6 separate regions of the Mus musculus genome follow, and all the other regions are linked to region 1. The links are chromatin contacts, called in public Hi-C and HiChIP or PLAC-seq maps. All regions are on one chromosome and are shown on one strand. The core of a region is the stretch at or near the end of the contact, and the rest is flanking DNA. Distances in the headings are between cores, read along the strand shown.

Evidence for each region. Hi-C and Micro-C count contacts between places; a contact is called where the count stands out from the background. HiChIP or PLAC-seq counts read pairs in DNA pulled down with a chosen protein or histone mark.
Region 2: a contact with region 1 is called in a Hi-C map of uterus, with 2.1 times the contacts expected there. The contact joins two enhancer-like sites. A contact is called at or near these places in 8 of 484 Hi-C or Micro-C datasets (adipose-derived mesenchymal stem cells, embryonic fibroblasts and uterus) and 2 of 115 datasets of contacts at active chromatin or transcription factors (fibro-adipogenic progenitors and pancreatic cancer cells).
Region 3: a Hi-C map of uterus shows a contact between it and region 1, with 4 times the contacts expected there. The contact joins two enhancer-like sites. A contact is called at or near these places in 2 of 484 Hi-C or Micro-C datasets (fibroblasts and uterus).
Region 4: a contact with region 1 is called in a Hi-C map of uterus, with 2.8 times the contacts expected there. The contact joins two enhancer-like sites. A contact is called at or near these places in 6 of 484 Hi-C or Micro-C datasets (colorectal tumor organoids, epidermal suprabasal cells and uterus) and 1 of 115 datasets of contacts at active chromatin or transcription factors (a colorectal cancer cell line).
Region 5: a FOXA1 HiChIP or PLAC-seq map of pancreatic cancer cells shows a contact between it and region 1. The contact joins two enhancer-like sites. A contact is called at or near these places in 2 of 115 datasets of contacts at active chromatin or transcription factors (fibro-adipogenic progenitors and pancreatic cancer cells).
Region 6: a Hi-C map of the C2C12 cell line shows a contact between it and region 1, with 2.3 times the contacts expected there. The contact joins two enhancer-like sites. A contact is called at or near these places in 1 of 15 datasets of contacts at CTCF or cohesin (the NIH/3T3 cell line), 6 of 484 Hi-C or Micro-C datasets (the C2C12 cell line, the F1.1 cell line, the HL-1 cell line and 2 more) and 2 of 115 datasets of contacts at active chromatin or transcription factors (the NIH/3T3 cell line and vascular smooth muscle cells).

The regions. Positions count from the first base shown.
Region 1 is chr2:117,800,370-117,804,831 of GRCm38.p6, reverse strand. Gm13985 (predicted gene 13985) reads left to right here. Exons shown (of 3, transcript NR_126427.1): 3 at 1-183. Among named protein-coding and RNA genes, the nearest start is that of Gm13985, 10 kb to the left of the region's middle. Within about 2 kb of position 1,936, at least 51 of the 459 cell types and tissues checked have an H3K27ac peak or open chromatin away from gene starts, as enhancers often do. A contact at or near this core is called in the C2C12 cell line, pancreatic cancer cells and uterus, where this site is marked.
Region 2 is chr2:118,037,335-118,041,796 of GRCm38.p6, reverse strand. Gm13986 (predicted gene 13986) reads left to right here. Exons shown (of 10, transcript NR_126479.1): 5 at 4,372-4,462. Among named protein-coding and RNA genes, the nearest start is that of Gm25308, 38 kb to the left of the region's middle. Within about 2 kb of position 2,171, at least 52 of the 459 cell types and tissues checked have an H3K27ac peak or open chromatin away from gene starts, as enhancers often do. A contact at or near this core is called in uterus, where this site is marked.
Region 3 is chr2:117,585,679-117,590,140 of GRCm38.p6, reverse strand. No RefSeq gene overlaps it. Among named protein-coding and RNA genes, the nearest start is that of Gm32210, 120 kb to the left of the region's middle. Within about 2 kb of position 2,575, at least 13 of the 459 cell types and tissues checked have an H3K27ac peak or open chromatin away from gene starts, as enhancers often do. A contact at or near this core is called in uterus, where this site is marked.
Region 4 is chr2:117,994,545-117,999,006 of GRCm38.p6, reverse strand. All of the region lies in intron 8 of Gm13986 (predicted gene 13986), which reads left to right. Among named protein-coding and RNA genes, the nearest start is that of Gm25308, 81 kb to the left of the region's middle. Within about 2 kb of position 2,691, at least 70 of the 459 cell types and tissues checked have an H3K27ac peak or open chromatin away from gene starts, as enhancers often do. A contact at or near this core is called in uterus, where this site is marked.
Region 5 is chr2:117,634,870-117,639,331 of GRCm38.p6, reverse strand. No RefSeq gene overlaps it. Among named protein-coding and RNA genes, the nearest start is that of Gm32210, 68 kb to the left of the region's middle. Within about 2 kb of position 1,776, at least 7 of the 459 cell types and tissues checked have an H3K27ac peak or open chromatin away from gene starts, as enhancers often do. A contact at or near this core is called in pancreatic cancer cells, where this site is marked.
Region 6 is chr2:117,957,215-117,961,676 of GRCm38.p6, reverse strand. The region is part of intron 8 of Gm13986 (predicted gene 13986); the gene reads left to right. Among named protein-coding and RNA genes, the nearest start is that of Gm25308, 120 kb to the left of the region's middle. Within about 2 kb of position 2,301, at least 30 of the 459 cell types and tissues checked have an H3K27ac peak or open chromatin away from gene starts, as enhancers often do. A contact at or near this core is called in the C2C12 cell line, where this site is marked.

The sequences.
Region 1 (4,462 bases), core at 687-3,186:
CTGGTGATAGGTCATGCTGGTAAGAAGTGGAATGCAGAAAACAGAAGCAAAGGATCTCTAGGCTTTGATATAATAAAGGGTTTGATCTCATCCATTTTCACTAGGTTTTAAAATACCTTTTTTTTTTTTGCAACTGTTATACAGTTCTATAATTAGTTTAAAAATTAAAAATGTTTAAATTGCCCTTGGATTTTAAATTTTTTCTTTTTCTTTCTTTCTTTCTTTCTGTTTTCCTTCCTTCCCTTTTTGTCTTTTGTTTTTGTTTGTTCGCTTGTTTGCATATTTTTGTTTCAAGGCTTGGGTTCTGGTTTTCATCTTCATACTAAGCCACTATAGTAACCCAGTATGGCCTGTCTGTTTGTGGCTTTAGTGTCCTCACCTATAGGGTGTGGGATTAGGCTGACGGGTCTCCACTCTTTCTTCAGGCTGAAAGAACTTATTACAAAACATTTTAGGTCAAAGATCTTAGCTTTGAAATATCAGGCTGGTTGTTACTTATTTAAATTATACTCCTTAAACAGCCATTGCCAGGGCATTATGCCATTGAGAAATAAACTATGCATATCCTGCCTCAGTCTTAGAAGTGTAGGGCTAACATATACATTCTATTTGCACATAGATTTAGCAAATTTGGGATTCTCTCCTTCTATATAGTAAGATAAATATAGATATATCCATACAGACTTAACTTCAATTAATTTTCATAGCTCTAGAAGCCTTGAGTAAAATGACAACAGCCATTACATATCATGGAACCCCAATGATATTGCATGTGACTGTGGTGAGCTTGAAATAAGAAAGATTTGTTCTTCCAAACTTGTGCTGCTGATAAGCTTATTAAGAATATTTTATTCAACTAAATTAAAATAAAAAGTAATAGTAAAATACATCAAACACAGATATTCATCAGATAGTCTTACTAGGCAAGCAATCTGTAGTCACCATATTGGAAGACCACTTGGCATATTTATTGGCTAGATGTGCAGATGCCTGCAGAATCAGCCATTTGGTTTCCAGTATAGACTTAGCAGAAGTGAGTAACTGCAAAAAGGTCAAGTTGGAAAGTAACCAAAGAGTTGAACAGTAAAGAAACATTATCTGTTCATACAGTTAATGGCAGTGTAATTAACAGGACAAGAAGAATGAAGATCCCCAACCCTTAGCATACAACACCATGAAAGAAATTCATAAACATTATTCTGAGTAAAATTTAAAAAACGACACTTACATATAAGGTGAAACATGTTTATATTATTAAAACCCAGAATAGAGTTTATCCATAGACAGTATGAGAGGAGATCCTGGGATAGTGTCTAATTTCTTCAGCTGTATCTTAGTTGGATTGATATGTCACATTTGTAGACATGTGTCTGGCATCACATGCCATCTATGATTAAGCTATTTTATCTGTGTCCATTATATTTCAACAATCATTTTGTAGTTTTTTTTCCCCATGTGCTAGTTCATTCAACTTACACAATAACTCCAGGCAATAAGAAGGGCGGGATAACTTTCTCCCAGTTACCAAGAAGTGAACCTGACTCAAAGTTTTGTCCAAAGCCTTTGGGCTGATTAGTCATAGATCAAGATCAGGTAAAAGAAGGCAGTGCTTTATAGGCAGATCGCTCTGATGCCTAAAAGGTATTTAATAAATACTGTCTAGTGCTAAGTTGTAGAGTTCCTAGTAACAAAAAGGTAGTCATCTTACCGTGAAATTTTCTGGGGCAGTGGTGCATGTGTATGTGTGTGTGTGAGTGTATAGTGTGTGTGTGTGTGTGTGTGTGTGTGTGTGTGTGTGTGTGTGTGTGTGTGTGAGATCTCTGGCTGGATCACATGCATTCTCTCCTCAGAAGGAAACAGAGATATGCTCTGATTCAAATGCCCTTGGTGCTGCCAAAATACCTGTGGAAAATTGTGCAACTATGTCCCTCTAGGGCTTAGAAGTGAATGAGTCACACCCTCAGTTCTCAGACATAGTGCCCAGGAAAACAGGAAAGCTCACGTCGGCAGAAATCCATTATGTGACCTTGGATTAATCATTGAGCTTCTTTAGGGGCAATTGTCTGAAAGACCAATAGTATGAGATTCCCTCACTTAGAACCATATGTGTGTTCCTCCTGTAGTATACCTTTGTGAGGTTCCCTAAGGTTTTTTCCCTTCCACACATGCAACCATATTTCATCATTTTTAGAGGCATTGGACTGTATTCAAACTTGCCAGTTCCCTTCTGGTCACTTAAGATCAGATTTTACTTGTTTACATTTGAAATTCAGCATGGCCAGTTCCCTGCCTATCTTTAGCTAAGAAAGAAGACAATCAACTGAGTTATATAAGTAACCAGAAGTCATATGCAATTTCTTAATCATGCTTCCTCACAAAATATTCTATAGATGAGCTAGGATGTGGTACAGTGGTTGCTAAGCATGGCACAGGGCCATGAGTTCTATCCCCAAAAGTGCAAAAAAAAAAAAGTGTAATAAAACTTTTCTTGTCAACATAAAATTCCAGTTATTTATGATGTGGAAAACAAAAGAGATAAGAAGTCCCAGAAATGAAATCTGTAATTACTTGGATAATAACTCTGAACCTTCTTTGGAAAAAAATATGTAGAATGTAAAATGTTTTGATTTAGGGCTCAACTGTAATGTCAAGGTCATCCAATCATCCAATGAGCTCAGAAGGAATCTGAGAAAAATAAAGAGATAAATAGAAGCAGATGTTTGGAAACACTTGAATATTGCTAGGGAAATTGTATGGTTAGAAATCAAAATGTCTGTGTTGTATCCTCCACCCTAATAAGGCTATGATATCAGGCATTTAAGTGGCTGTTCAGCAACTTTTCAGAAAAGAGCCATGGTTCCATGTCCTCTATCACTAAATGCCTCCATGAGGTGTATTTTGAAATGAAGTCTTTGTTAGGATACCCCGAAGGAGCTATCCTGTCATGATTTCTATTACTCAAGACCTGCATTTAAAATTAGCAAAAGAGCATTTTGTTGGCAAGGAGATAACATTAGAAAGATTTTGTTTTTCAATTGGTCAGCACTTTCATCCTCAGAAGCAAACTTCTCTTGCTTTTAGTTGGTACAATGGCAAGAAGTAGAAACTCCCAGTTTATATTTAGTTGTCAAAGCATGACGTGCTGTTAACATAGTTCTGTGGAAGATATCGAGCCCTAAGGATCAAACCACAGATTAACAAAAGCCCAGTGAGGAGGTAGGATCTTCTGAAGTCCTCGGAGGGAAGGCTGGCCACGCGTCATGTGAAGGTGGCAAAGGAGAGGTCATTGCAATATGGGATTCAGGAGTCTCGAGAAGGGAGGTAATTAGTGAGAAAGGTTCAAAAATGGGGTAGTAATACTTAGTTGACATTTTGCTCTGCAAAGTTCCTGTTTGTTTTGTTGAGTCATCATCAAAAGCTCCAATCTTCCTAGTCGAAGAGGCAGAGAAACCATGATCATTTCCATCTGCTTACGAAGTCTGCACTGATCTAGCTTTGGAATTCTTGCCTTCTGCTTATCAAGGACCCAGATAAACTAACCCTTCCCCCAAATTGCACTTCCTTCCTCTGTGAAGCCCAGCCCACTTTAAGGAATTGCTTTGAAACTTTCAGGAAATGGTTACTGTGAACTGTTTATTTCAGAGCCTAAAGTATATTAAATATATTAAGCATTTTTAAGTGTTGTTGCTGGCCATGAAAATAACTTTGAATGTATTTACAATGAGGGGTTCCCTTCCCTTAGGTTTTAAGACAGAGTTTCACTATGTTCAGGTTGCCCTACAGCTAACACTAGGGTTTCTGTACCTGCATTTCACGTAAGTGCCACCGTACTGCCTAGGCATCCCCATTATAAGCTGAGCACAACCAGATGGGCCTGCCAATAGTTTCTGATCATAGAGAAGGAATCTCCAAGGTGAAGGAAAGCTACAAGGCAGCCTACACCTATCTTAACAGATCTTCCTTTTAGGGAAAAAGCTTACAAGAAAAGTCAGTCACTGGCACATTAGTACTATACTCGTTTTGATGTTTTAAAAACCAGAATTGACCCCACAACAAACAAGCAAACAAGTGAAACAAATGAAAACAAATGAAACAGATGAAACAAAAAAATAAGGATCCAATAGTACAGACATTGTGGTAGCTTTCTCTCTATTCTGCTTTCCTTTCTGTTGCTGTGATGAAACACTCTGACCAAAAGCAATGTAGAAAGGACTGGTTTCACCTTACACTGTCAGATCCATCCATGAGGGAAGTCAGGGTAGAAATTCAAACAAGAGCTTGAAGTAGAAACCATAGACAAGCATGACTTCCTGGCTTGCTCTCTGGCTCACTTTCAGGTCACACTTAGCCAACCTTTTCATATATAGCCCAGGACCACCTGACGGAGTTGGTTGTTTGCTGTTTTACCAACTTGACATGAGCTTCATCATTTGAGAAGAGGGAAGATCCGCTGAGGAATTGC
Region 2 (4,462 bases), core at 922-3,421, 240 kb before region 1:
TTGCAAGCACAGCAGAGTATCATTAATAGTGTCAAGAGTTGGCCCTCTTCATGGGATAGATATTAAGTTGGGCTAATTATTGGTTGGCCATTCCCTCAGTCTCTGCTCCATCTTTATCCCTGCACATCTTGTAGGCAGGACAAATTTTGGGTCAAAGGTTTTATGGTTGGATTGGTGTCCCCCTCCCTCAACTGGAAGTCCTGCCTGGCTACAGGAGGTGGCCACTTCAATCTCTATGTCTCTAGCTGCTAGGGTCACCCATTAGAGTGGAGCCTTATTTTACAAATTAGAAGGCAAATAATTAATGTTCAGAATCATTCATCAATTAGCCTTGAGTCTCACAACTAGTTAAGTTCAAGGCTGAGGTCAGAAGTCAGGTGTCCTGGTTTTCTGAGCGATGACTCCCTAGATGTTCCTCTCCTTCCGGCTTTCACTTTTACATTTCTCAGCAAGCCAGGAAATATACCTGAAAGTGGGGAAAAAGAGACAGAAAATAAAGCCCCGTTTTGCTTGGAAAGCCCCCCCCCCAAGAACAACCATTTATATGAGCAGAGTTAAATTGATGTGAGATGCAGTGAACTTCCTTGTTAGAGACTCTTGTTAAATACTTTCAATTGTTCCTGCTGGAAGACACATTGTTTTCTTGGAAGTGTAAGCCAGGAAGATCTACCTGTCAGTCGGTGTCAATGGCAGGTGAGGAGCTTGCCTGATAGAAATTCTAGTGAAGGAGAATGATGAGGTGTCTCAGTGGGTAATGATGCTTGCCACCAAACTCGATGACCCAAGTGTGAGTCTCAAGGTCCACATGGCAGATTGTGAGAACTGATTCCTGCAGGTTGATCTCTGACTCTCATTCCTGAAATACAAGGGACACCCAACACATGGACAGCCTCATCCCCTTTCATTTTGTCGAAATAAAAAGTCATAGTGAAAAAAAAATACCAAGATAATCTAGTACTATTGTATCAAAACCTGTTAGAATTGAACTCCTGATTCTTATTATTTCTAATAATTATTGGTGTCCATGAATGTCTACCATAGTAGGATGTGCACAGGGGAAACTTGACCAGAGAGAGACCCTGCCCTGCAAGGTAGAAATTTGAACTGCACCATCTGTATCATCCCTTCCTGTCACAAGAGATCCTGACCTTAACTGAGATCAAAGACTGAGTGAAGATTTCTAAGATAAAGCCAGAAACACTGTGGTTTGGGTTAATAGAATGGTGGGAGACCAACAAGGGATCACTGAAGAGAAGTCCTTTAGTGAGTTTCCACAAAGAGTTTGCATTCTCCATCATCTCAGAATCACTGGGATTCTTGTGGAACTTGGCACGCCCCTCCTGAGGATCTTAACACCCACCGGTGACTTACCTCAGGGGGAAGTTTGGAATCGGCTCCTTGTGACAGCTCTATTACTCTTGTAGCTGAGAATGAAAGCCATTGAAATAACAACAGCTGAGACAAATATCTGCATAATCTGCAGAGAGTAATCAATATTTGTAAGGGAAGTAACTTGGCAAGAGTGTGAACGTTCCTTTTCTGAAGTGTGTTTAACCTTGCAGGACCTTTTCCCTAGATTCTTAACCACGGTTTAATGCATATTCTCGGGTCAGTCTTCTTGGAGGTATCTAAGTCCCTTTTATCCTCCTAGAGTTTTGGTGTAATGACAGGAGGCCTGATGAAGCAAGGCAAAGAAATGGCTGGTTCTGTTCCCTGGAGCCCTCTCCATTGTGGGCATGTACTGTCTGATTAGCTCACTGGAGGCGCAGCTGCGAGCAGGCCTCATCTGCATGCCCCAAGGCAGAGGAGAAGGCTTCCTGTGAACTTCAGAACACATGTTGGCGTGGAAGGGACTTCTCATTCATTTAGAATTCCTTTGCTCCCAAATAAATGGCTGTAAATGGAGAGGAAGGGATATGATGTGTGACTAATTTCCCAGGAGGACCTAAATATCTCCACTTTGACCCCAGTGTCTTGCCTCCCCCATGTCCCCACTGAAAGGCTCATAGCAGCTTTATTACAAGGTAGGTGTTTGTGAGCCAGCTCAGGATGGGGACTAAGCACACCGCCCAGCAGGGGCGTTCTTTCCATGATGCTCAGGCCGTAGGATCTCTGTGATCTAAGCGAACAGGCAGTATGCACTGGGTTGATTCAGCCAAGGAAGTAACTTAGTGTGGCCTTATAAGGCCGTGGTTCCGGCGGAAGCAAGACTGTCTCTCTTCCATCTGAAGGCAGGCCTCTGAGCATTCCCAGATGACATCTGTGCTTTTTCCATCACACAGTTGGCCTCCTTGGCTCCTTGCGCCGCTTTGGTTGTGCAATTGGGACTTGGCAGGTTCTTTGGGCTGTGGAATCTGTACATTTTCAGCTCTGACATCTCAAAAATAGTCACTGAATCATCTTTATCAGCGTGGTTTATCGTAAAGCAGAAACTTTCTCCTCCACATCTTTCTTTTTACTATCTAGAACTAGAAACGTGATGATTTATGACGTAAGGAGGTTGCACGGAAAGAGGGCTGTCTTCAGGACTGGAGTAGGCCAGGTTCTACTCCAGGCTGCCCTCTTTCCTGTTGCAGGAACTTGAGCTTTATTTAGGGCCTCAGTTTAATCTTCTGTCAGGTGTAGAAAATAGTTGCTGAGCTAATGGAGAGATTAGATCCAATGTAAGCTAAGTGCTAGATAAATGTCTGGGCTCAGTACATTTTGTGTGAAAGAAGGCGTGGTTGAGCAAGCAGTGGTGATGTTTACACTGTAGAAATGAGGCTGGTGATGTAAATTGTGAGGTAAATCATATAAGCAATCACTTTAGCCCTCCACAAATCATACATGCACACAGACACACCACTTCTGTACACATACATATGCACATAGACTTTGGAAACCTAGACTTTTCTTTTGATGAGTAACTTGCTTCTGAGGCCAAGATTACACGTCTGTGAGTTAGGCCTCAGCCCTCTGTGTTTGTAGCTGTCTGGGAATGTCTGTGCTGGGTTCTCCTGATAGCTGTAGAGAGCAACCTGAGGCTTTCTCTTTGCAGGCATCAGGGGTGAGCAGGTATAATCTGAAGTCCTCGCTTCTAACTTTCACTGATGGCTGAGGTCTGACGCTAGGAGTTGGTCAGTGTTCTAGCTTTTGACGTATGAGAGGGTTTTTTTCCTCAGTCTTGGAGAATTATCCTATCACGGCAGCATCTGTGTTGTTCCCAACAGGGTTTATGACTGACTTTCTTTGGCACAGTGAAATAAGCCACGATCCTTTCCTCCACAAAGTCTCCCTGACATGATATTGGCCATTAGCTTTCTAATACACTTAGTCAAAGAGTTAGTGTCTAATAATTATAAAATACAAACAAATCAACGTAATGAAACAAAACAAAAGGCTGCTTGAGACAAACTTGTAAATTTGCCTCTTAAATTCTTTAGTCAGTAGATTTTTGAACCTCTCTATTGCAGCACCAAGTGGGAAAGACATGAAGGTTTCCAAGTTTGTATGTACGGAAAGGTCCACACTTTACTTCAGAAACATCAGCCAGCCGATGGTAATGGAGGAATGGGCTGGAGGGGCGTATGTCTGGAAGCTGAGGGGATAAGAATGTGCTGTGAAAGAGAGGACAGAGAGTCAATGTTGGCAGAAGCATTGATACACTGAAAATGTTGTTTGAGATAGAGTAACTGGACCTTGGTATTCTGTAACAGAAAGAAGAAAAAAAGATGGAAGACAGGATGATGCTTGTTTTTCTGACATGAGAAGACAGTCATATTTACTGAGGCAGAAGAATATCAAAGAGGGTCAGGCTGGAGGAAAAAGGCACTCCATGTTGAAACCTGAGGCGTCTATCTATCTACTGGCGATGTTGTATACATAGTTGGATATCCAGACCTGAAGCTCTGGAAAATTTGTTTTCTAAGTTGTGAAGTTATCAGCGCTAGACTGTCATTTAATTCAGGGGGGTTCATCTACCAAAAGGGTTTGATTGAGAAGTGGAGAGACACTTCTGGAGAGCCACTGTATTAAAGCTGGTGAAGGGGTGAGAAATTACAAAGGGAGAGGGAAGGAAAACAGATGGAGAGGAGGATGATGGGGAGATGAAGTAAAGATGGAGAAGTCAGGGTTTCAACACGAGGTGTAGGTCATCCGAGATGGAGACTGAGAGTTTCTTGTGGGGTTTACATGAGGAATTGCTGTTTATCTTTGCAAGAACGGTTTAAATGGATTAGTGCTGATGAATGGCAGAGATAAGTGCGCCGTGGAGGATATGGGAGGTGAACAGATGGACAAATGTGTGGGGGTGAAGACGCGGGGCACGAACTAGAAAAGCACGTGGGACAGGGCTGACTGGGAAAGCTTTGCTTTCATTTTGTTTTTTTTAAGACAGAGAGGCTTGAAGAAGAAAGGATCTTGAGATCCATGCTCCAGGAAGCAGCCTCATAAGATGGATGCCTCTTCCACTGTGAGACGAGAT
Region 3 (4,462 bases), core at 1,326-3,825, 220 kb after region 1:
ATCTGACAGGTAGCAGCGATACAATATGTTCAACTTGTCTCTTTCCATTCTGTGAAGATCTGATCTGGAGAGCTTCCATGTCCAGGTACTTACTACCATGAAGAACTGACAAGGCCTCTGAGACATGGGATAGGAGAGACTGTCTTGGGAAGTTTTTGTTGTTGACATCCAAGTGACAATGACCATGCTGAGCAACGTCATCCTGGGTCCCTAAGTTCACATACAATCCCATCAAGGCAGTTCAAACAAACACCTCAGTTTTATCATCTAATGATAGTGGTGGCATTTGGGAATTTATAAAGAGAGAGAGAGAGAGAGAGAGAGAGAGAGAGAGAGAGAGCCAGGTATGCTTTAACTCTTCAGACTATTGTAGCAATGTAACAGCCAACCCAGTGCAAAGTCAGGCTAGTGCTCTTCAGTTACCTGCTGCTGCTGGCGAGCTGGAAGCATCCTGAGTCTGGGGTGATTGAGCTAAGCCATCATCACAGCCATGGGTTGACACAGTCACTGTGGATCCAAGGTCATCTTATTCCTGCCTTCCTGATGTCTTGGGGAAAAGTTTCTGAATGGGGATAGGGTGGGGCAGGAACCAATGGTATGGAAGGTTCACATTCTCTTATTCCTTTTTTTTTCTTTTTAACATGTTTTCTTTTATTGTTGTTGTTTTGTTTTTTCAAAACTACATTTCAATTTAAGTAGTAGTTATAGCACACTTGTATGTGTGGTCAAGTTAGTTATGTAAACTCTTTTGAGCTTTTATTGATTCTTTGTGAGTTTCATATCATGCACCACAATCCCACTCATCTCCTCATCCCTTCTTATCCGACACCTGCCCTTTCATCTTTCCCTGCTCCTCCCCACAATATATATATATATATATATATATATATATATATATAGAGTCATGGAAGCTGTAGTACATCACACAGTCTACCCTGTTGTCCACACAGCTTTGCTTGCAACGAGTCATTGGTTTGTTTTGATGCCTCTGATTTCTGCTACACTATCAATACTGGACCCTCACCAGGACTCTCCTTTTTGACATCATGGGTCATGGAGACCCTGTAGCTTTGGATCTATAGGACCAACCTTTGAATGGGCTCTAGCAGTTCACAGATGGGGTGGATGTTGTGGTGATCAAAACCCTGGATCTGGTCCTGGGTGGTAGCTGAATTGGTCAGCCTGTCAACTCTCCCATACCACTTGACTAGGGCAAGCTTTCCAGCACTGCCCTGGCTAGCTCACCCAATACTGCAGCAGGAAAGGGGCAGGGCCAGCTCTCCCACTCTCATACTCTCAGGGTCCAGCCGTCTTACCTGAGGCAGGTAGCTAGGGAAGAAGAGTAGAGAGGGCATCTCTTCCTCACCTATACCACCCCTCCTTAGACAAATGTTGCGAACAAACTCTTTTGCCCTTGGGCTGGCTCACTGGTGGTCCCCACCATCATGGTCAGCTCTACTGTGCTATCCAGGAAAGTTACAGAGCCTATTCTCACAAGAGAAGCAGTGAGTGAGGGGCATGGTCAGCTCAGCACAGTGCTGGTACTTCAACATGGGCTCTGGTACCAGCCAAGACCAGGGACATGCATATGGATTTTGGTGATAATCTGGGCCTTAGACATCAACACAGACCCCAGCTGTGATAGGACCACAAACCCAGGGATGATCCATGACAGCAGAATGGACCCAACTGTCACCTCAGCCTCAGGTGGCAATATAGGCCACTCATATCAGCATGTCCCCTGAAGCAGCATTGTCCTCAGAAATCCATGTGGTCTCAGGTGGCAGCCCAGACCATGGCCTTTGGTGGTACCTCATACCACAGACATTGACACAGACCCCAGCTGTGGTAGGACGACAGACCCAGACAAAGCCCTTGGCAGCAGCCCCGGGGCCAGGATATCACTGTGGCCTCAGGTGGTCACAGGCTCCTCATATCTGCCTGCTCCTTACTTCTATCAAGTCTCCAGTTCCCCCTTTCTCCACAGTATATGAACCCTTTTGCTTTCTCTCCCATTTCTCTATCACTTACTCCACTCTTTCCCAACCCTCCATCACACATCCACTCTCCCACTGTAGTGGCACCACAGGGGGCGCTTGACTGTCTTTCTTCCAGCTGCCTAGACAAGTTTTCTTATTTCATCTTCACTAAAAGCACTATAAGGAGTCTAGTGAGAATGGAGGCTTTCTTTAGGTATAGAAATCAAACTAAGACAGGGTTCTCAAACCCCTCTCTTGACAAAACATAAAAGCAGATGTATGCATCTGTGTGTCAATACTAAGTCCATCAGACCGAAAAAGCTCTCAGTGTTCACAAGTCTGTTAACACTGCTGCCTGATTTCCAGTTTTCACTGAGAAGCATTGGAACTACTTAGGAACACCAGTAAAATTGCTGTTGGTCCAGTTTGTTGTAATGTCATGTTCTCAACACCAGCATAAATGATGAGCAGCTCAACATAAAATCCTTCTCGAGAAACATTCTTTGCTTGCTTTTTGTAGTCACGGAGGAGCCTGGATTCTTGGACAGAGCCTTTGCTGAGAGCCAGCTCAGTCTGATAGGTTGGCCTGTCTCAACCTCAGTAGTCAACAAAATGCCTCAAGTCAAGGCCAGCCAAGGCCACAGCTGTGGCTCATCACGAATTTGTGAGAGATAATTGGTATTAAAAAAAAACAATAAAAAAATTTTAAAAAAACAACCCCAGAAATCTGAGGGAGCTTTTTGAGAAACTGGGGTGGCAAATACAAAGTAAAGTGAATTTTCTTGAAATTCCATAAAAGAAAGAATGCATTCTAGGTCTTTGAAGTTCTCTTTTCTTTATTTACTAGTGTCAGTTGGTGAAGAAAGGGAACCATTTATTAGACTCCCAGTTGTGAGGAGATTTTTCTTCATACTTCCAGGTTCTTTGGGTAATCAAAAGGCAGAAACTGTTATCTCTGGTTTATGCCTTTGTCCGTTGCTAGAAAAAAAAAGTTTAAAATCAATTTTTATGCAAGTCTACAAAACTGTGGTTTTCATAGCTAATATATCATTACAGTTTGTTCTAATTTGCTCTTTCCTCACTCTACTCCCTTAGCCCCTGCCCCCCACCCAAAATCTTAATATAGGATTTATCTCCAGGTTTCTACATTTCTCTTAGAGTTTTTAATAAGTTTATTTATTTATTTATTTATTTGCTTGCTTGCTTTTTTTTTTTTTTTTTTTTTTTTGCCTGTTTTTGTTTGTTTGGTTTGGTTTGGTTTGGTTTGGTTTTTATAATCTATTTTTAAGATAAGATCTTGCTATATAGCCCAGTCTGGACTCAAACTAGTGATTCTCTTGTCTCTGTATCCCCAGTCCTGGGATTATAGGCTTATACTGCTCTGCCAGCACTTAATTTTAATTTGATAATAAATGAGTTACAACAGCAATTATTGAAGGAGCATCCAAGGATTGGGTGTATCTTCTAAAGAATTAGAAATACACAGATCCCTACACCAGACACTTTAACCACAGTCAAGTTGTGCTTAGTAGTCATCTGTCTAGATGCTTTTATGATCAATAAAGTTTGGGGTATTTCATTGCATGGGGCTGATAAAAATCAGACCATGACTTATGACACATACTCATACTGTATATACATAGACATGGGATACCAAGTGAAGGAAAACAGGGAGTTTTCCTCGGTGGGAAAGACTGATGAATGGGTTTTCTTTCTTTCTCTTAGTCTATATTTTGTTCGAGGGAAGATGAAAATATGCTATTTGGACAATAATATACCTATTATAGAAAAATTTGTTTTCTTCATTCTTTGTTTTTCTAAGAAATTCATAGATAAATACCTGTCTTCTCTTAGCTCAGGAAGGCATGATATATTTGGGAAGGCAGGAGAACAAGTGGCTTTAAAAGACATCCAAATCAGTGTGTTCGCTGCACACGGTGGGCATCACTGCACAGCAGAATTTTTATGATTTGATATCAAGATGAGGTTTGAGGTCCAAATATTTTTCTTGTAGCTTTTGACAAACCTGCAAACTTTTTCTAAATGCATACAGGCACAATTGCCCCACCAAAATCACATGCAAAGTTTGAGGCAGCCTAGAAGGCCATGCTGGGTTACATACCCTCTGCAGGCTCACAGAGCCACACCCCACCATCACACACTTGAAAGGAAATTAGAGAGAACATTAAACACTAAAAATCCTCAGAAGGTTTTCCATTACACTCGGTGAAAAGGAGAGGTTCATTTAATCACTTCTACTGCCATTGTACTGGACCGTAAGTCATAATAACAGCCATTATGAAATATGGTCTAGGGAGAGACAAAAAAGGACCAGTCCTATTTTCAAATGCTATCATATTCATGGTAGAAAGTTCAATTATATTAAAAAAAATTGATTCCCAAATCTCTGTTGGAATGTTACCTTCCAACGTGATTAGAAGTGGGTCTTGGCCCTTTAAGCTCTCACCTTTCTTACTCTCTAG
Region 4 (4,462 bases), core at 1,442-3,941, 190 kb before region 1:
GAGCAAGGCAGGGGAAGCAAGCCAGTAAAGAACATCCCTCCATGGCTTCTGCATCAGCTCCTGCTTTCTGACCTGCTTGAGTTCCAGTCCTGACTTCCTTTGATGATGAACAGCAGTATGGAGGTGTAAGCGGAATAAACCCTTTCCTCCCCAACTTGCTTCTTGGTTATGATGTTTGTGCAGGAATAGAAACCATGACTAAGACAGTGTATAAGATACGTTGTTTGCTTTTACTGAGTATTCAAGAGGGCATCTTGGGTACCACACAGCAGCTCCTCATTGCCATCCATCACCTGGGAAGCTAAAAGATGCTCTTGGAATCTAGTTCTGTTTTCAGAGTGTGTGGCTATAGATGCTTTAGAGAGAACATTAGAGTATAGAATGGGGGGTGGGGTGACTCTGAGAGGCTGGATTCCACAGGCTGGGAGTTAGTGCGACTATCTTACAGCACCTCACCTGTGACTGAGACATTTCTGAATATTAAAAGATGAGCTGAAGTTGATCAATTAAGACAATAACATCTCATGCATGTGAGTTTGATATCGTGTCTTTCTTTTTCCCTTTCTCTTTTCTTCACTTGCTGTTTAGAAACATTGAAGTGGAACAAAGTGGATTCTGTAGTTAGACTAGGTTCCATATTTGAGCTCATCCATTTGTAGTCTGAAGTTCAGTTTTCCTATTGATTAAATGCAGCTAGAAACATTTAGACTGTAGATGTTTCCTGAGGCTTACCCACCGAGTAACTGTCCTGGCTACTCTGTCAGCCAGCATTGAGGCTCTGGCAAGCACACAGTTGAACATGGTGCATATGGAACCTCTTAAGATGTGACTATTCGATTTTATGATCATTGATTTGTCTTAATTTGTTTCCAGAGTAGATGGCAAACTCCAGAAATTCCACTCCATCATATTCTGGGTCAAACATGGTATTTGGAATATGAGAGCTACAAACAAACTCCTGCTTAATACAGACTATTTCTCAAGCAAATTAGTAAAAAATAAATGTATTGATATTAAAGCAGAAATCCAGAAGTGTTAAGGATGTTTCAAGAAAATTTACTTGGTGTAGTCAAAACCACAAGGGGCTTAGGGTGGGTGGCAGCCTAGGGATCGCACTGGCCATGGTGGGCTGCCCAACCCAAATGCTTGTGGGTAGGGTACTGTGTAGGGACATGAAGGGTCTAGTACAAATCTAGTCTTCCTTTGAAATGTTTCAGATCGATGGCTCCTGGGCTTCTCTTGGGTTGTGGCTAAGGAAGCCAGAACATTCAAAATGACACGGGAGAAGGAACTCCTTTCAAGTGCTAACCCTCCTAGGTTACCTGTGTCTACTTGCCTGATGCATGCAACTGGAGATCAAGCTTTGGGGTGGCCTTCTTTAGGATTCCAAGGGCATCCTTTCTATTCCCAGGCAATGTGGTTAAGCCAGGGGCTCATTTTGTGCACTGCAGTTGCCTTCCTAGATACCGTATGAGGACAAAAAGACGCCAGTGTTCCTGAACTGGTGTTTCCCAGATTTGGAGGGAAGCTGTGGTGAACTGCTGCAGGCACTCTCCATTGCCTGAGATCCAGCTTACCTGGGAAGCTTGAGTTCTTGAGCCTGTCTCTGATTCCAGGCAGGCAACTCATAGCTCTGCAGGAAATATGCTGCAGATCCTGGTGCCTGATAATCAGCATGAAAAGAGAAGGCTCAGCTTTTTATTATGAACCTAATAATGTATATGGTTTTTTATTTTTTTAAATTAATTTATTTTTTTACATTCCATATTCCATTCCCTGCACCCCCTTCCACCCTTCTACTGCTCCACATCCTATACCTCCTCCTTACCCCCTGTCTCCATGTGGATGCCCCCAAATAAACAAGACTTATAGTGCTAATATGTGTCTCTTTGGTTGGGAACATCCTTTGGCTAAAATCAGAAACGGGATACGATTCTGTGGCACTGTTGGTTTAGCAGAGGGTCTTAACAGGTGGGAGCTGAGGGGATACTCCTGTGTTTCTGAAAAGGCCCTGAAAAGTCTAAATAGTAATTACACAACCAAAGTTGGAGGACCAACGTCAGTGGAGCAGAACACGAGGACCCACTTCCCCATTAACCAGGCATTGGATTCGCCGTCTTTGTCAAACGTTAAGGCGTTATTGTAAGTCATGATGACACATTTGGGAGGCTTTCTAAGTTGCTTAAACGTGGCTGAGGGTTTGACTAACCACAGGAAAGTTGGGGTGAGATCAATCCCTCCCCTCCCATGTTTCTCCTTCAACGATTCAGGGTGGTCCTGAGCTTAGATCCAGAGAGTCAGATCTATGCAGGTTCCCTGTTGCCAAGTGACAAGAATCATTTAGTGCCAGTCATGAGCAGTAACCAGAGTGAAAAAAGCAGAAAAATGTGGCCCCAGGAATGGAGGCAGCCTTTGCAGCCAGCCATGTGCACGAAGTCACATGCTTTAGCTCCATGCTAGCCCTTTGTTGCTGAAGATCCAAAGACGCATGTGGCTGACAGATGCCGTTAGGAGTCAGGACTGAACAAACTCAAAGAAACAAAATGCTGTGTACAACAGTCAGGAATGACAATAGTAATAAATCTAAATGGCAGGAATTACCTTGCCTTGGCTGGTTACACGTTTCTTTGTGTTTGTGGTTTACTTCTGAAGTTGACTTCCTCTTAAAGGGTTGACTGTTGTTAAGAAACTGCTCAGTCAGTTCTGGGTCACTTTAACCTTGTTAGCCTCAATTTGAGCAACATCTGTGCCAGGCTTTGTATTAGAGAGATTGGTCACACCATTTTTGTTAGGCATTAGCCCTTGGGTGGTAAAGCCATATGCATCTATTTCAAATATCTATGCCCCCTCTCCTCTCCTTTCCTTTTCTTTTCCTCTCTCCTTGTCTTCCTCCCATTCCCTCTCTCATTCCCTCCCCCTCTCTCCTCTCTCCTCCCTCTCTCCTCATTCCCTCTCTTCCTCTTTTCCTCTTCCTCTCTCCTCTCTCCCTCTCTCCTCTCAACCTTCCCTCCCCCTCCTATCCTTCCCCTTCCCCCTCCCTTTCTCTTTCCTCCCCCCTCCCACTTAGTGCTAAAGTCTTCCAGGTGAGTGGTCAATGTTTGTCAAGCTGAAGATGAAAGCTATTGCTTTTGTTGCTGTTTTCAGCTCTCTTCTGCCACCTTTGCTAGAGTGAATGTTCTTATTTCTGTATAATTCTGCTCTTTGCCTCCTAAGTATTAGAATAGTGCATTGAGACTCTCAGGCTTGGTGTTTTGAAGTGATTTAGTTAGAGAAACCAGAAATCAGAAATTTGCTGTGAACGAAAGAGGCAGAACAGCTTGTGTTCTTGTGCTGTGAATGTCCTACAGTGGATCCGATCCTCTCGGACCCTTCAACCAACAGGAATACAAACAGCAGGTCTCAGGAGGGGTTCTGCAACCAGAACACTGCAAATCCCAGAACTTATTCCTTGGGGGGGGGGGGCAGACCTTGCTTGAAGACAATGGTGGCATTTTGTCATAAATTGTTGAGTCTATCTTTAACCCAATACCTAAGCTCGTCCCAGTGAGTCTCAGCTCTGTGTTTCTTTATGGTGACATCTTGTGAACAACTTTAACTTTAGTGACATGGAGTTGTTCTGCAACTGTCTTCTTGTAGATCTTTTGGGCAAGGTGAGTTTTGGGTGAAGGCAGGACTAGTGTTGGGAGAAGAGGAAACTAATCTCCTGCTTTTCATTTCCAGTAGGAATTGCCACCACCTAGCAAGAGACTCGGGATTTCCCAAAGCTGGCATCTTCTAATTCTGGAGTCCTGGCCCATAGACTCTGCCTGAAGTCTGTGCTGGGCTGGCAGGAGTCACATTGACTGAACCACTCATGTACTTACTATAGAATCAACAAGGTGCCAGGCAAGATGGCATACTGGGGAAACAGAGGCAGGCTGATTTCTGTGAGTTCCAGGACAGCCTAGTCTTACATAGAGAGCCCCTGTCTCAAATAACAGTGATAGCAGCAGCAGCAGCAGCAACAACAGCAACAAGAACAAGAACAAAAACAAAAATAAGAACACAAACATGAATAGGAACAACAACCAAAAACAATGAAACAACAAGGTGGAGCTTTGAATCCAGCACCTCTCTTGTCTTGTTAGGGTGTAGTGTATGTAAAGTCTGGTAGGATTTAGAATGTTATAATCTCACAGATATAGACTCCTTGCAACTCTGAGCCTGAGAGTCATTCATGATATGCTGCCAGCATGTTCATTAGGACCCACTATATATCAGACTTCTACAAGGCTAGTCATCCACCCTGTTACCTCTGACTCCTTTTCTCTTCTATCTTCTGTTTTCTATTTGATGGAAACACAGGTGAGAGACAAGACCTAGGACAGATAGTCTGGACTTCATCCCTACTCACCTAGGGAGAGGGGCATGGAAAAGTCCTACCACTAAGACTTTTGTTAAGTTTACAGTAAGTTTTCAAAGA
Region 5 (4,462 bases), core at 527-3,026, 170 kb after region 1:
TATGAGATGTTTTGAGCTCATAACTGATCCTACATAAACTCTTTTAGAAATCAAAGGAAATGTTTCCCAGCACATTTTATGAGTCCAATATTACCACAATACCAAATCCAGCAAAAACATAAAATGAAAACTATGGGGAAATCCCTGTCATGCATAAATCATAAAAATCCTTAACAAAATGTTAGCAAGCAAATTCAGCAATATATAAAATTCATAATGCAATGTAGTCTTACTTGTAATGCAATATAGTTTTCCACTTGGACATCGATCAGTGTGACCACGTGGTAACAGAATAAAGGCCAAAGAAAAGAATGAGAGAGAAACATGTGGCTCTTTTAACAGTTGTAGAAAGTGATTTAACAATATCAAGTCTCCATTCATGATGGATGGGGCCAGTGAATCAGAAGGAAGAATCTCTCAGCCTGCTCCAATGTCAAATAAAACCCTGGAGTCAAATGCTTGAGAGCCTTTGGGAGTGAAGCAGCCTGACACTATAATGTGTCTTTGTCCCATAGAATCCTTGGATCTATACAATCTGAAGACTGCACTATATCATAGATTAGAGAATTTGGGTAATAAAATATGTTAATATCTTCAAGAGAAACAAAAGAACAAAGATGAGAGGTGGTTTACAACACCTAATCACAAAATACCTTATTATAAAGTTACTCATTTCATGAATGCAAGGTACACACACACACACACACACACACACGTATATGTATATATTGAAAGCGAGAAAGAGACAGAGAGAGAGAGAGAAGATGAATTTATGAATGAATTTAAGAAAGTGAGGCAAAAATCTAGAAATAGAACTACACACATATAGTGACTATGTATTAAATAAAAAGCACCAAAATGATTCTTCAAATCAATCAGTATCAAAAGGGAAGTCTATTTGAGAGTGATTTTGACACCTTGATGTCTATGTTTCTATCATGAACTTCCACTTTTATTTCATAGAACAGTCAAGATAGATCATATGAATAGATAGATAGATCATAAGCATAGATATAAACACCAGACTTCTAGAAAAACACAAGAGTCAATCTCTGCCATTCTTGAAGTAGGCAAAGTATCCATAGCTTGGATAGAAAATCTGTTTATAAATGGGAAAAAAGATGAAATCCCTCAAAATTTAAAATATCTGTTAACAAAGCTCTATTTATTATTAAGAAAACTAGTTGTAAGCCAGGATCCGGGAGAACATATGTATAAGGCATGCCTCTGAAATGATCTCTACTAGGTAGTATAAAGAGTTACTATACCACTTTATACATATGTGTATTCTCCAATATATATTAATATCCAATATTATATAAATATATTTTCCAAACCTTTGGTGGGACAGTTCACAAAGAAAGATACCAGAGGTCCCTGAACCACAAGAAGAAGTTACTAAAATGATTATTAGGAAAATCAACTTAAAACTAAAATGTCACTTCATATACTAGAGGTCCAATCTCTGATAACAATGCTGAATCACTGCATGCCTCATCCGGCATCCGTGTGTAAAGTGTCACCCCCTGCACTGGAAAGCTGGACATGTGTGTAAACACAGAGATTCTATGAAACATCAGCTGCACCCTGAAAAGCAGTGACTGCCGATGTCCACTAAAATAGTTTTTACAAATTCTTGTATTCCTGTTATGCATTGTGCTAAAACTGGAAATCATCCAGGTGTCTATTGAGAAGGAAATGCACCGAGTGCACAGACTTGGGAATATTTATACAATGGAACAATAAATATTGACTCATGATGTGTGTAATACAAAGGACACATTTCAGAAGCATGTTGTGGCCAGATGGAGCCAGTCACAGGTGATGCTGCATAAGTCTGTGTATGTAAACCCTGCAGCAAATAAAATGTGCTGTTAGAAAACAGAGTGCTGGCCAGGATTATGGAGTTAAAACATGGTTTTACTAGAAAGGGGCATGAAGAATCTTGCTGGTATAGAAGTATTTCACATCTTGATTCATTTTAAGGGTTACTCAGATGTGTGTATTTATCAGAACTCTCCAAATACATGTGGATTTCACTACACAGGTGTTACATGTGAGTCAAAGGGAAAAACAATTTACATGAACGTGCACACATATGCACACACACACATACTCTTATTCTTCTTTCCCGTAATGCATTCGAGAAATACTATAAATATCTAGAAATCAGCACTTAGATCATATCTTACTCAAATAGTAACCATTTGCAAATGAACATTTGAAAGAATGACTTTCATCTGTGTGCATAGACCTATCTCTCTCTCTCTCTCTCTCTCTCTCTCTCTCTCTCTCTCTCTCTCTCTCTCTCTCTCTCCCTCTCTCTCCACATGTGTGCGTGCACACATGCACATGTGTATGAGACTGGTCTGGGACCAGAAGAGGGCATCAGATCCCCTGGAGCTGGAGTCACAGGCAGTTTCAAGGCACCTGACATGGAGCTGGGAAACAAACGTGGATTCTCTGTAAGACTTCGGTCTTAACTACTGAGCCTTATCTCCAGTCCCTGCACGCATATTTTAAAATAATGTATAAGAAGCTACTAATAGTATATGCTCCTCTGAAAGTCATGCTGATAAGAGTGAGGTGGTTTGATAGCAACCATTTAATTTACAAAGAAAAGAGCATCAAGCACTCTTAACATATTCCTTACAGTTCTGAGTACATTTTACACACATCTGAGACACACACAAACTTCTTTCATATTTTTAAATTTCCAAATCTTAGACAATTTTGAATTAAACTGCCTGGCAATGGGAAGAAACCCATTTATCTTTGTTGAATAAATTGTTGTTGTTGTTTTTTTTTAATTTCAATCTGTTGCAGTTTTCACAACTTTAGGAACTCATTAGCTTATTCAGAGTGTGCCAAAGGCTGGTCTAAAATTTTCACAGCATGGGCAAATGGTAAAATCAGCTCTCATCCATAGAGACCATTCTGCTGACCTTCTCAATAGCTGTGCAGAGAAAGATGGCACTTCACCTCCGAACGAATGCAGCCGAGCCAGGGAGATGAGCTCATTTGTCAAGGTTTGTTATCAATTAGCAAGTTTAGAATTGGGAGCCTTCCATAAAATTTTCTCTTTCTCCCTCTCTCCTCCCTCCTTTCCTCCTCCCCTTCCCTCCTCCTCGTTCTCTGCCTCTTCCTCCTCCCCTCTTCTTCCCATCTCCCATCTCTCTGTAGTGGAGACTGAACTCAGCACTTCAGTCATCTCATGCAAATTCTTTACCACTGAGCTTTTAGACACTAAGGCAATGGTTCTCAACCTTTGGGTCATGACCGCCTTCGCAGAGACCACCTAAGATCGTTTAAATTTCAGATATTTACATTATGATTCAAAATAGTAGCAAAATTACAGTTATAAAGTAGCAACAAAAATAACATTATGGTTGGTGGTCACTACAACATGAGGAGCTGTATTAAGAGGTTGTAGCATTAGGAAGGTTGAGTACCACTGTTCTAAAGGAAGATTAGGTCATTAAATTGTTTCACCTTTGAGGTTATTATTGATAGAGCCACAGTAAAATAGTGATTCTTTCCTTCTGTAAAGCTATGAATTCTGGATTCATCCACAATTTTCTTTCTTGTGGTACTAGGGATTGAAGCCAGGGCTTCACAGATGCTAGGCATGTATGCTACCACTAAGCTATGTCCCTAGTCACTAAAAAACTTATTTACAGATGTGCAATTTTTATGATACTTTCCCTTGTGTCACATGGCTCAAATATTGATAAAGGGGAACAGTGAATAAAACTGGTACTTTTACAAGGCAAATGAGGGGTTGGAGATGTGACTCGGCTATTACAAGTACCGGCTGCTCTTCCATAGGACCTAAGTTTGGTTTCCAGCACCCAGACCAGGTGCCTTACAACCAAAGATAATTCTAGCTTCAGGGAGATTGAATCAGCCTCTAGTCTCCACCAACACACACCCCCACACAAACATACACATAGTTAAAATAATAAAAAATAAATCTAGAAGCAAATGAAGATTAAAATACAGCAGCCACTGTCTGGTCACTGGGAATTCCTAAGGAGTGGACCTAACCAGAATACTGCTCCAAGCACCAATATAGAGGAACATAAAAATGCCTGTGGAAGAAATCAGAAACGAGATGTCTGCTGAGTCATATTTTCCTAAGTATCTTTCTATGCAGCTGAAGAAATAAGATCGGGTCCAAGTCGAGCTGAAGCAGACAGCGCTTTTGATGAAAGTGTAAGGAACACAAGAGCATCCCTCTGTTGAGCATCAATGTTCATGTACCCCCATAGCCAGCCAAAAGACCATAGTAGCTGACAGATGAAAACTGAGCCCAGAAAAGACAGCATAGTGTGATGCTGTTCCCAGGACTGAGGAATTTCTTTCATTATCAGACTCTTTAATACCCCTGCCAAAGAGTTGTCAGTTTGGGTAATTAGAAAAGCCAAGAGAACAGGAGCTACAGGAAAGCAGAAAACTTATA
Region 6 (4,462 bases), core at 1,052-3,551, 160 kb before region 1:
CCTTGAAGAAGCTAAGAAAGTTCCTTCTGGTCCTACTTAGCTAAAAACTGTTACTAATGTATCAATTGTTATTTCTTTGGGTGAGGATAATCATTCAGTTTTTTCTTTTTGGTTTCACTATTCCAAAGAGTTACATTATATTTCTATGTTCTTTTTTTGTATTGCTAGGATAAATATATACTGCCTGATCATAGTTTTCCTTTCTTTCTTTCTTTCTTTCTTTCTTTCTTTCTTTCTTTCTTTCTTTCTTTCTTTCTTTTCTTTCTTTCTTTCTTCCTTTCTTCCTTTCTTCCTTTCTTCCTTTCTTCCTTTCTTCCTTTCTTCCTTTCTTCCTTTCTTCCTTTCTTCCTTTCTTCCTTTCTTCCTTTCTTCCTTTCTCTCTCTCTCTCTCTCTCTCTCTCTCTCTCTCTCTCTCTCTCTCCATAGTCAGGTTTAAGTTCTTTAGGTTTTGTTTAGGGCATTTCCCAGGGCTAGCTAAGCATGAGTTTTTCTTTCCTTGTACTATCTTGCTCTGTGGTGACAATGAAATATTACTTATTTTGAAAACTACGTGTGTGTGTGTGTGTGTGTGTGTGTGTGTAATCCCTCTTTCCTATTGTCCAAAATATTTGTTTAAGGTGGGGGCCACTTGCTTCTTAATGTTTGCCAGACTTCTCTAAAATAGTATAGACCCCAAACTTCTTTTCTTCTGCACATTTTACTCAATTCAAACATGCATCTGAAGAGATGGTGGGCAAGCCTAACCTTTTAACATTGCAATATGATCTTGTCATCTACAAAGGTGATGGGTCACACTCACCACTATCCTGGAACCTATAGTTCTGCCTGGTAAACTGTTATAACCAGTCCTCTTTGGCCAACATATAAAGCAAGAAACATGAAACATGCTCAGTAGCACAGAAACCCCTGCCATGCCCTATCCCCCTGACTCCTGTCCAATGAGATTTAAAGATCAGAGTGGTATTAGCGTCTAACATGCCTTGTTAGTTTTATTTAAAACTTTATGCAAGTAAAATTCCATAGAAAAATGAATCAATTTGGAGAATTTGTACATTCCTTTAAGAGAGAGAGAGAGAGAGAGAGAGAGAGAGAGAGAGAGAGAGAGAGAAAGCTGAGCTTGTGCATGCTAAGCTTTTGAAACTTCAAAGCCTTCTTCCAATGACACATCTCTTCCAACATGACCACAGCTCCTAATTCTTCCTGAACAGTTATTCTCTCTGGAAACTGCACATTTGACTCTATGAGCCCATGGGTCCTTTCTCATCCACACCACCACACTCCATCCTAGTGTACAGAATGATGCTCACAGCCTAATTTACAGATGCTGATGAAGGAAACACCAGATTATGTTCTACCTTGTTCTATAATTTCACTCTCATGTGGTTTTTGTTTTCTCTCATGGACTACTTTTCCTTTATTATTTTTCTAATAATGATTTTGAGAAATATTTAAAATATCTTTCCAAGAAACTATATTTTTTATTGTGTGTTGTACTTTTTTACACATCTATTTTACCGTATTTTAAAAAGTAGAAATGTGAACTCCTTCAGTCATTCGTCACATTTTGTGTAATATTTTGGTTATTTTCCTGCTGTTACTTATTATTGTTGTTGAACATTATAGCCCTGAGAACGAAAGTCTTACTTGATTTATTTTGTTGTTCCCAAAGTAACAGGCTTATATAAGCTACATTAAATGTGGTATTGGCAGCTAGTAGACCTTTGTCCTGTCCCCCATGACCTGGAAGTGCTAGAAGCAGCAGCATGAGTTTAAGCACTGAAGGCGTGAGTATAGTCTATTGAAGAAGAGGGAAAGCCTCTCCAACTTTCAGCTTCTCCTTCTGTCTCCTGTTGGACCAATTCCTAAGCAGAAGTGAACTGCAGGAACAAGATATTTTTTCTAGATCCTGACAGAATTATACAAAAATGTGTTTTCCACAGATTGCTCCACACTTCACATTCTTTTCAGAGGACTATTAAAAATTGTTTGTAATTTCTAGACCACAAAAATGCTAATGCAGATAAATAACATGATCAGGGAAGTCACTGAAAGATAGATGGCACACATGGAGAGAAATTCTCTCTAGTTTCCACCTCCCTCACCACATAGCAGCACTATGGTCATATAAATTCCAGCCATGTGTTCTTTCCAATTTTTCCATATTTAATCAATTAAAGGGTGAAACCTCAAGGTCTATATAACATTTGATCCAAATATGGAAAGTTATTAAAGTCAGGAAAGGGAAACCCACATTCTCACATCATCTAAAACTGACTATGCCACTCAAAAATTGGGGTACCTAACAGTCTCACCCTATGATTCAGACACAGGTTAGGCTTAACACAAATACCAGCCATAGAGTGCTGTTCTGGCTATTTTTTTGTCAACTTGGCAAAAATGAGTCATCTAGCAAGAGGCAACTTTAATTGAGGATTGCATCTATGAGGTTGACCTGTGGATATGTCTGTGGGGCATTTTGTTGATTGATAATTGATGTGGGAGGGTCCAACCCCAGAGAGGTTACTCTATCTAAGGAAGGTAGTTGAGCAAGCCATGGAAGAGGAACCAATAATCTGTGTTTCTCTGTGGTTTCTGCGTCAGTTCCTGCCTCCAGGTTCTTTCCTTGAGTTCCTGTCCTGACTTCTATCAATGGTAAAGTGTCACCTGGAAATGTAAGCTAAAATAAACACTTTTGTCCCCGAGCTCCTTTTGGTCACGATTTTGGGCATATTGCGAAACAGCAACAAAGACACAAACTATTGCAACTGCCATATTTTCTGTTCCTTTCCAAATGTGACAGAACAATAAAATGCTCAAACTACAGTAATTGAAAAAAGTATTCTCTAAGCCTCAAAAGACTTTCTGCAGCTTAAAGATAAATGCTTGACATAAATGAGATACAAGGTAAGATAGTCATTAAGACTGAGCCTGATAGTGATATTTCTGTGTAATCCTGTTTTCTCCCGATCCATTGGAAAGTGTGCATGAGGTCCTTGGCACACACAGCTCGGTACTGCACCCACCACATTGCATTTTCTACACCCAGGTCTCTTCTATTCCTGCAAGATTGGAGCATACTAGCTGAGATCAGCTCATCGAATATGGACCTTTCTTCCTTGGCTCCATGTTAACTTCTTGCCCCCTCCACCCCCTGTCTTTCTGTTTGAATGTTTCCTTCTCTTATTCCCTGTCCTTTGCCCCAGGTGTTTGGTGTTGGTATAGTGTGAGATTTTTTATAGTTCATCATAAACCATTTCACTGGGTGCCATTCTGGAATGAATTCCGAACTGTTGTCTCTGTATATTGCACATACTCTACTCTATTTCTCTAGGTCCATGTCTCTAATTGCTAACTTAAACTACTAGCAGGGCATCTGATAGCTTACTTTCATCCATTGGGCAAGGCAAAAGTCATAGTTTCCCTATTTTTACTTTTTTCAATCCCTTTGAAATCCTTTCAATCCCTCCAACCTTCACTTTGGAGGAGTCTTTAATTTCTCCTCACCATCAATATCTAAATGTGTGACAGCATCCAGGCGATTATACAGGCAATACTGTCCTTGGTTATGACTCTGCCCATTGCCTTGAGATTGATAAAAATTGAGCTTATCTCTTTTTTTTTGAGACTATTATGTTTTTCTTTATACTTCCCAGTGAAATTAATAATTTCACATTCTTTATTTTTCATTTCCATTTCAGAGGCTTTATCATTGAAAAATAGAATTAACATAACTTAGAAATGAATGCAAATCTCCTCTCATAAAGTGTAAGGTTAAAGTTGGGTTCTTAATTATCTGTGAAATTTGCTATTAAATTTTAATAACTATATTTTAGAGTGAAAGCACAGATGGAGATAGTCTGCCTAGTTCAAACCCGGTTGGTTTCTCTACTGAGGAAGAAATTAAACAAAATCCCTTAAAGAGAACTTCCCTGATATGTGAAGGCTAGTTTTGTGGAAATTGCTTTAATAATTATTCTTTATTTACTATGGACACTAATGTTGATAGAAAGCCAAGTATGTACTAGTTGTTAAATGATGCGTATGAACAAGGGAGAAAGAGGCCAAACTCAACACACATTCACACTCAGCCTCACCAAAGCAAGAAGTAGGTGGATCAACCTCCAGCCGTAGAGGAACCCACACACCTGGGAGTAGAGAGTCAGCATAAATTGTACTCCAAGTGGTAGGAAGAAACAAAGAGCCAAAGTTGGGTTACTAGGGAAGAACTCCTGGATCTGGGGGGGTATATAATCAAGATACACTGTCTGATAGTCTCAAAGAATCTAATTATAAAAACAAAAGAAAGACCAACCTCAATTTCAATTCAGTGTGGCCTCTGTTAGCTTCCTTTTCATGCAGGGGATTAAAGGCAGAGAAAGAAGAGTGAGATGCTTTCCTAAGTCTCTCTTCTCCCCCTCCTCACATTTTCCAAATCTTTCTTTCTAACCTGGATCATTAATGA